Regions from separate parts of the Salmo salar genome. Here region 1 is linked to region 2. The links are chromatin contacts, called in public Hi-C maps. All regions are on one chromosome and are shown on one strand. Each heading gives the region's core, a stretch centred on a gene start, on an enhancer-like site or on the middle of the called end of the contact. The rest is flanking DNA. Distances are from core to core; before and after follow the strand shown.

Region 1 (4,054 bases), core at 1,247-3,746, 250 kb before region 2:
CACCGTCATAGGATGCCACCTTTCCAACAAGTAGGTTTGTCAAATTTCTGCCCTGCTGGAACTGCCCCGGTCAACTGTAAGTGCTGTTATTGTGAAGTGGAAACTTCTAGGAGCAACAACAGCTCAACCGCAAAGTGGTAGGCCACACAAGCTCACTGACTGGGACCGGAGAGTGCTTAAGTGCGTTGCACGCATAAAAATCGACTGTCCTCGGTTGCAACACTCACTACCAAGTTCCAAACTGCCTCTGGAAGCAAAGTCAGCATTCTAATTCCCATGATTTTGGAATGAGATGTTCAATGAACTGGAGTCCACATACTCTTGGTCATCTAGCGTAAGTCACACACTGTTTGCATCCACTTTAACCACTATAGAATATGCTGCCAAATAATTAGACCCGACTTGCTTAAAGATGCACTATGCAGAAATCGCTCCGCCATTTCCTGGTTACTAAAATTCAAATAGTTTGCCTAATTGCACTTTATTTGACAAAACAAGCAAGTATAATGTAGAGAATCATTGTACCATCTAAACCTCTGAAATATATTTTCCATAACCAAAAATATTGTATTTTCAGCTGTACAAAACCAAAAGAAAGTAAAAGATGCAGAAATTACAGTTCAGACCGGGAAGCATAGTGCACATAACAAATGTACCACTTCTTAGACTTACTTTCAACGAGAATGACAGATCTATAACTTACAATTCTATGTGAGTTTGGTCTTCGCCCCAAAAGTTATATTGCAGCTTTGAGAGAATCAGAGATAGAATTCTAATGCAAGTTTGAGCATGTATGAAATATAATTGAAACTACATCTAAAATTGTGTTAATTCACTAATATATCTAAGGACAGGTAAGGTGTGCCATCACATTGGCTAGGCAATAACTATAGCTCAAGGACATAGCCCCCTTGGAATCATTGTCCTAGGCATATGTTTGTCACCAAGTGTGCTCAGAGTTAGCCTATCCAAGTGTAGGCAGGCCTAAAAACTGACAAAGTGGGGCAAATAGGCCTGGCGAAAATGACAAACAGTGTGCTACTACACTACGCTATTCATTAATTTTCCTGAAACGCACTATCTGCCGGTTAACCGCTTAATTCTACCCGTCCTCTCCAAAAACATCCCGGTTCTACACATAAAAACGTCACGTTTGAGTTTAAATATAAACTACAGCGGGGCAAACGTCGATGTGACGTGCCCTATTTTACCACTCTGTCAATGTTCCTGTAACATCCCCTTCAGTTTGGCATAGAGTACATACAAAATGAATCCTGACATAACCAACAGCAAAGAATAGCAATGGTACCAAGAGTAGCCTAAACATGTCCCCATCGTGTCATCCGTAGCCCAGAGTCAACCCGTGGTTTTGTATAGGCTGAGATAAAAATGAGGGAACAGCAGCGGAATACACCAGGAGTAGGATACACCGGGTGCAGAGGGGTAAACGAGTGCGTCAAGCCCGAGTTTTAATTAATGGCAAGTCACCAAATAAAATGATAAAAACGACACCCAACTGCATCTTAAATACATTGCATAATAATTGTAAGACCAAATCATGTCGCTGCTTTCAAAGGCCCATATTTAAAAACGACTACAATCCGAGGATATTTGGCATAGTCTACATAACTCGTAGGGTTTGTAGTTCACATGATCCTAGGTGTGGACGATACTTACGGATGATAACCCTAGGGATAAGGCAGAATGGATCCTTGGGTGCTCCGAGAGGAAACCAACCATGAAACTCGTTTCGAAAAAGTGTCTATTGTTTGACAAAATGAAGATACGAATCTTTTCAAAACACTACAAAAAGTGGAAATGTAGCCGACAAATTCAAACAACCATCTGGGTGTAGATACAACGTAGCACTTCAAGTCCACCTCGGTCGACGTGCTCACTGACTCCATGTAGATTAGCCTACTAATTCGAGATAGCGACGGAAGTGTGCCAGGGACTTACCTTGAGTTACACTCCTGTTGGGAATAGGATAATATCGACCGTCCTAGTGAGGAAATAGGTATAGTTAAAAGTATTTTTTCTCTCGATATGAATCCACAATAACGATATATTTATATAGGCTTTAAAATAAGCGTATGCGTGACAAGATGAGCAGTGGGAAACCGCTGTCTTCTCCCTGCAGGACAATGCGGCCAGGTGGGCTGATCGGCGTTGGCTTCCTGTTTTTCAGAAGGTGAACCACGCACAGTTCGGGTGCTGTTGGTTTTTTTCTTCTATCCCTCCCGTTCCGTCTCTCCCCCTCCCTGCGTAGCCTACACTGTTCTTGCAGTCGCCTAGTGCTCAGCCGGCTTTGCTTCCCCTATCTTCATATCTCCGGCATGAAACTTCGGGGCCGAGATTTCACCCGGAAACACACAGTTCTGAAACCTCTCCAACTAATTGAGACGAAAGAAAAGAAACGCGAGTGGAATTTGCCAGTTGAAACATTCATTCCAACGTCGCCGAAGGCGCGTCGATTATACCCGGTGCATTCTTTTGGTGAGGGGGTCGCGAGTTGACTTGAGGCTGTCATTATACTTGGTTTTCTCTGCCACTCAGTGCCTGCCTGGTTGTGAGGCTGTGTTAAAAACGAATAGGTACACTATGCCTTATTTTGTATGTCAATAACAGTAAAGGCAGTGCATTCATCTATAGCTTAGCCTACTGTGAATGCATAACCAACCCCCTAGGCTAATGGTTCACATTCAACTAGGCTTCATTATTAATCGTGGTTTTGACCAAAACCGTCTCATAGAGAGTAAGGATAAACCAGAGGTATTTATTAGTTAGTAATCATTTTATAGTGCCTGCACCATGCAACCCAAGTCAGTTGCCTCATCAATTGAAAGCGCAGAAAGTTGACCCTTTGTCAAGTGGTGGCAATGTCTCTGATCTATCACATTTTTAAAAGCACAGTGACAAAAGGCAGAAAAAAGTATGTATTTGGTCCGATACAGCAATCCACTGTTGCTGCAGGGAGAAATGTAACCATAAATGAAAGAGCTGTGTCGCCTCCTGGTGACCTGTTTATATAAATGAGGACATGTTCTTACGTCATTATTGACGGAGAACAGTGGTGAGTTCAGTTTGATTTAACGTTTGCTACGTTGTGTGACCGTTTGTACTGAACGACACGTTTCCCCAAAAAAGTATGCACCGTTCTTCAACAGCCTTTGAGGTACGTTTGCTTCGAGGTATCGCCTGATTTAATATGGGTGTGACCATTTGAAATAGCAAAACTCACCAAACACCACACAGTAATCGCCCTCTAGGCCACCAACATCACAACGCTTTTCAACTGGTCGTTCAGTATCCTTTTCGTTGATTTTCAACGTTGCACACCGTCATACTGAACACACCCCATGACATTTACATTTTAGTCATTTAGCAGACTCTCTTATCCAGGGCGACTTACAGTAGTGAATGCATACATTTCATACATTTTTTTTTCTCCGTACTGAGTTTAGGAAACTTCTGGTTAACCAGGGAGGAGGCGATGGACTGGCTGTCTCAGAACTGACCAATAGTGTGCCAGAGATGACCAAAACCAGTGCACTCTATGGGGTATGGGATGTAATGTGTGGGTGATGATAACATTACTAAACTCATCTGACCTATAACACTGATTGTGACTATAACATTACTAAACTCATCTGACCATAACACTGATTGTGACTATAACATTACTAAACTCATCTGACCTATAACATTACTAAACTCATCTGACCATAACACTGGTTGTGACTATAACATTACTAAACTCATCTGACCTATAACATTACTAAACTCATCTGACCTATAACACTGATTGTGACTATAACATTACTAAACTCATCTGACCATAACACTGATTGTGACTATAACATTACTAAACTCATCTGACCTATAACACTGATTGTGACTATAACATTACTAAACTCATCTGACCTATAACACTGATTGTGACTATAACATTACTAAACTCATCTGACCTATAACACTGATTGTGACTATAACATTACTAAACTCATCTGACCATAACACTGATTGTGACTATAACATTACTAAACTCATCTGA
Region 2 (3,853 bases), core at 1,289-3,788:
TCTGTCCACCCTCTGAACCCGTTCTCCTCTGTCCACCCTCCTCTGAACCCATTCTCCTCTGTCCACCGTGCAGAAAGTCAAATAAACATAGACTGACTCGCTCCCTGAGTGCCCCCCTCACCGCCCGCCATAGCAGCCCCTCTATCAGAGAGCCCCTCCACTCAGGTTTCACTTCTCTGAGCTTCCTGCTGCGCCCAGTCACGCTGACACACACCCTTACACTCAACCAGTCCAATATTGAATGCGTGGGTGTGAGAAAATATGTAGGCCTACATGTGTGTCTAGGTATTTCAGGTTTGTGGTCAATCCCATGTCAATTTAGGTAGTGAATTGGAATTCAAGAGCTGAAAAACACCCTAACTGCACTTTCCATTTCTTGAATAGAAATGTTTATGAACCTCCTGCTGGATTACCTGCATCTAAATGTAATTGACCCTAACCCAGATGTAAATATAAAACATAGACACTTGCATTAGGAAACGTAATGTAACAAAATGTAGAAAAAGTCAAGGGGTCTGATTACTTTCCGAATGCACTGTATGTGTGTGTGTTGAGCTTGATCCTGACTCATCATGGTTGTCACCAAGCTTCCTGTTTGTATTAAACAATCTCTGTCCAGAGAGATAAAGGAGGGGGAGGGTCAACAGATATGTAGAAAGAGAGACAGATTTCTTCTCCCTACTCTCCCTCTATCTTACAGAAAAATAAAGACAACATAGAGGACAATTAGAAATCCCTCTCAGAGCACTCCCTCTCAGAGCACTCCCTCTCAGAGCACTCCCTCTCAGAGCACTCCCTCTCAGAGCACTCAGATGTGGGTAGCAGGATTAGGGCTGTCAGCAGCGCGACAGCTGCGTACATCTGGAGCTGTTGGCCCCTTACAGCTCAATCCTCACATCGTTACATACAGCTAGCTACAGCTACCCCACTGTCTGCCCTGCTTTACTCTGCTGTGCTACACATCACGTCATTACTGACAAACACACACCTTTACCCTGCTCTATCTTACATCCCCATCTCTTGTCTAGCCCTTCCCTGGGGGAAGGATTTATGTGTGACACATGCTGTTTTTCATGATGACGTACAGGTAGGTATCTCTGGTTACGTGACTGTATAATATGCTGGTGGCTTGTGAGTGTGTGTGTGTGCCGTGGGCTCACTGTGAGAGATAGCCACCTGGTCTTTCATAATCCCTCTCTAGAAGATTTAAGCAGTGATCACTCCTACATGTTACCTGGGACGACCAGAGAATGTCTGCCAAAGCCAGGCAATTTTTTCTCAATGAATAGATATTCAACAGTCCAAAAACAGTCTCCTTGGTTTCGCTCTCCTTTTATTGTGGAATACACTATAGTGCACAATGACAATTCAATTGCCTACCATTTTAGAACTTTCCAATCAGTTGCTGACTTATGGGTCAGAATGAATAATTATCTAACAAAATGTTTGTGACTTCCTTAAAGTTTTCATACAAAAATATTGCCCTAGAATCTATCCCACGACCATTTATTATTAAGAATGTTTCAAAAATACTTGGAGACATTTTTTACAGACCAAATCATAAGGTGTTTGACAGTAAATATGTGCTAAAGTGCAACGTTACGTGTCTATGTTTTTGTAGATGTCTACATTTTGTTTTGTATGGCTGCATGAGAAAGTGTGTGTGTGTGTGTTCCCTATCATCCAGACAGATTTCATAGCTATCTATCAGACAGTGCAGGAACACATTGTAACGATGGTGTAGGAATGTCTAGTACTCTGACTCAAAGCTTTGCCTCAAGGATAGGCAGACATCACATAGCAGTGCAGAAAAACAACCAAATGGCCAAATATAGGAATAGCTGAATTCTTACATCAGACACAGTTATACCATGCAGAAAGAAGGAAAGATAATTGCTGTTTTTTAAGCATGGGTGCCCAAAGAGCATGGCACTCCAACATGTTGACACCCATGGCATCTAAATTTAATCTATTTATTTATTTTTGTAATGAGAAAAGACTGTCTGTATTGGTAAGACAAACATAATACATGTGTATGGTACTTACAATTTGAGGACAATACTAAATTCCTAATTCCAATCTAGGACTACATGTCACAGTTTCATGAGCATCACCACTGTAACCATGAACGACTTGCAAGTGGACACAGAACAAATGATCAATTAGCGCCATCTTGCGAACATCCTTTATAAAACACTCACACAATCGAAAGACACCATCTCCCATGATTCCCCCATTTCTACGTCGTATGTAAAGGTCACGTCAGTGTGCGCGATAAGGTAACTACAAACATGGCAGCGCTTTTTGCAATAAGATGCTTATGTAGAAGCAATTCTCGGGTCAGAAATGTCGATGAAAACGCACGAGTACTTGTCAGATGTAGCAGAAGGATGCTGTGCAGTGCACCGTCTTACAGCAGTAAGTCGTTTATTTTGTCGCCACACAGAGAAATGGGAGTTCTACCGCTGACCTTGTAGCATGTGCAGCTATTGTTGTCTAACGTTAGTTGCCTATGCTAGCTAGCGTTCAATTTTCAGTATTTTAACGGTACTAGTAGCTATACTCGAAGCGATTTACACAAATGTAGACAACGTACATTTTTGCCGCGTTCAAAACTGGCAACTCAAATCTCCGATTTCAGTGCGTTCAAGACAACTTAGAATTCGGAAAAAACGAGCTCCGACTGGAAAAATCGAACCGTCATCCAACTAGGATTTCTTAGTCGGAAACTCCGGCCTCTTTCTAGAGCTCCGACCTGAAGAGAGATCACTGGCATCGTGATTTGACCTTGTTTTTTCCCAGTTCTCAGTAGACTTGAAGGCACCATTAGCATTTCTTTCAGCATAAACTACTGGTGGTTTCAAGACAACTGGGAACTCAGGGAAAAAAAAGAAACGTCAGTGATATTCTGCTCGGAAAGTCGGAGCTCTTGGAAGTTCCCAGAGTTCTCGACATTTCCCGATTTGGATGAAGATTTAAAAGATTTTTCCCAGTCGGAGTTTTTTTTTTTTTATCCCAGTTGTATTGAACAATCGGAAGTCGGAGATTTCCCGAGGTCTGAGTTCCCATTTGTTTTGAACGTGACAGCAGTCAGACTTAGCGCATCACATGCATATTATCTGGCTACCATTGAGCTAATTTAAAGGGAAAATCCACCCCAAATAACTCATTCCTTTAATTTACAGTGTTAAGTAACTATGTGAGAACAATATTTTATGTGAATAAATAAGGCTGGTAGCAACGTGGAAATCTGTTGCAGCTGAAGTCTACTACAAAACCGACAATGCAATGCTCTCTCCATGGGCTGGCTAGGTAGCTAGATAAAAAGCAAACGTAGTTAAACACATTATAGCTAACTATCAATTTAGGAGTCCACAATCTCGCCATGTTCAACCTGCAGAGTGGAGTCTGACATTCGCAACGGCACTATGCAATGCACCCTGGACTGAAGAGGCAGACATATGAGAATTGTGGAGGACCCTCTTGTTAAATTACACATTACTCAAGGTAGGAATATTGCAAAAATATGAAAAATGGCTCATTTGAGAGAAGACAACGTCCTGCGTTATGACTTCGGCCCTTATTGAAATCTGACGTATGATAGACGTTTTTGCGATCTAAAAGTCATATTCCTATTAACTTCCAGTGTAGTGAGTGGCTTTATTACAATGCTACGTCATAATGGCCAAATTTCTGCCTGCTTGAACGGCAATAGCGCAGATACACATGAACAGGGGGGCAACTTTAGTTTTAGAAGTGGGTGGGGGGGGACATAACCTGGCGGTGATTCTGGGGGTCCTCCCTCAGAATTGTTTTAGGCATCTAAAGCTATTTTCCTGCATTTCTACTGGGG

What was found. A called contact is a pair of places that touch in the nucleus more often than the background predicts.
Region 1: a Hi-C map of gill shows a contact between it and region 2, with 6 times the contacts expected there. The contact joins the promoter of LOC106581359 here to the enhancer-like site in region 2. A contact is called at or near these places in 2 of 3 Hi-C or Micro-C datasets (gill and muscle).

The regions. Positions count from the first base shown.
Region 1 is chrssa20:75,813,456-75,817,509 of Ssal_v3.1, reverse strand. It overlaps LOC106581359 (phosphatidylinositol 4,5-bisphosphate 3-kinase catalytic subunit beta isoform), which reads right to left and starts at 2,496. Exons shown (of 25, transcript XM_045703940.1): 1 at 1,960-2,496.
Region 2 is chrssa20:75,566,081-75,569,933 of Ssal_v3.1, reverse strand. No RefSeq gene overlaps it. Among protein-coding and RNA genes, the nearest start is that of LOC106592201, 39 kb to the right of the region's middle. Within about 2 kb of position 2,538, at least 10 of the 13 cell types and tissues checked have an H3K27ac peak or open chromatin away from gene starts, as enhancers often do. A contact at or near this core is called in gill and muscle, where this site is marked.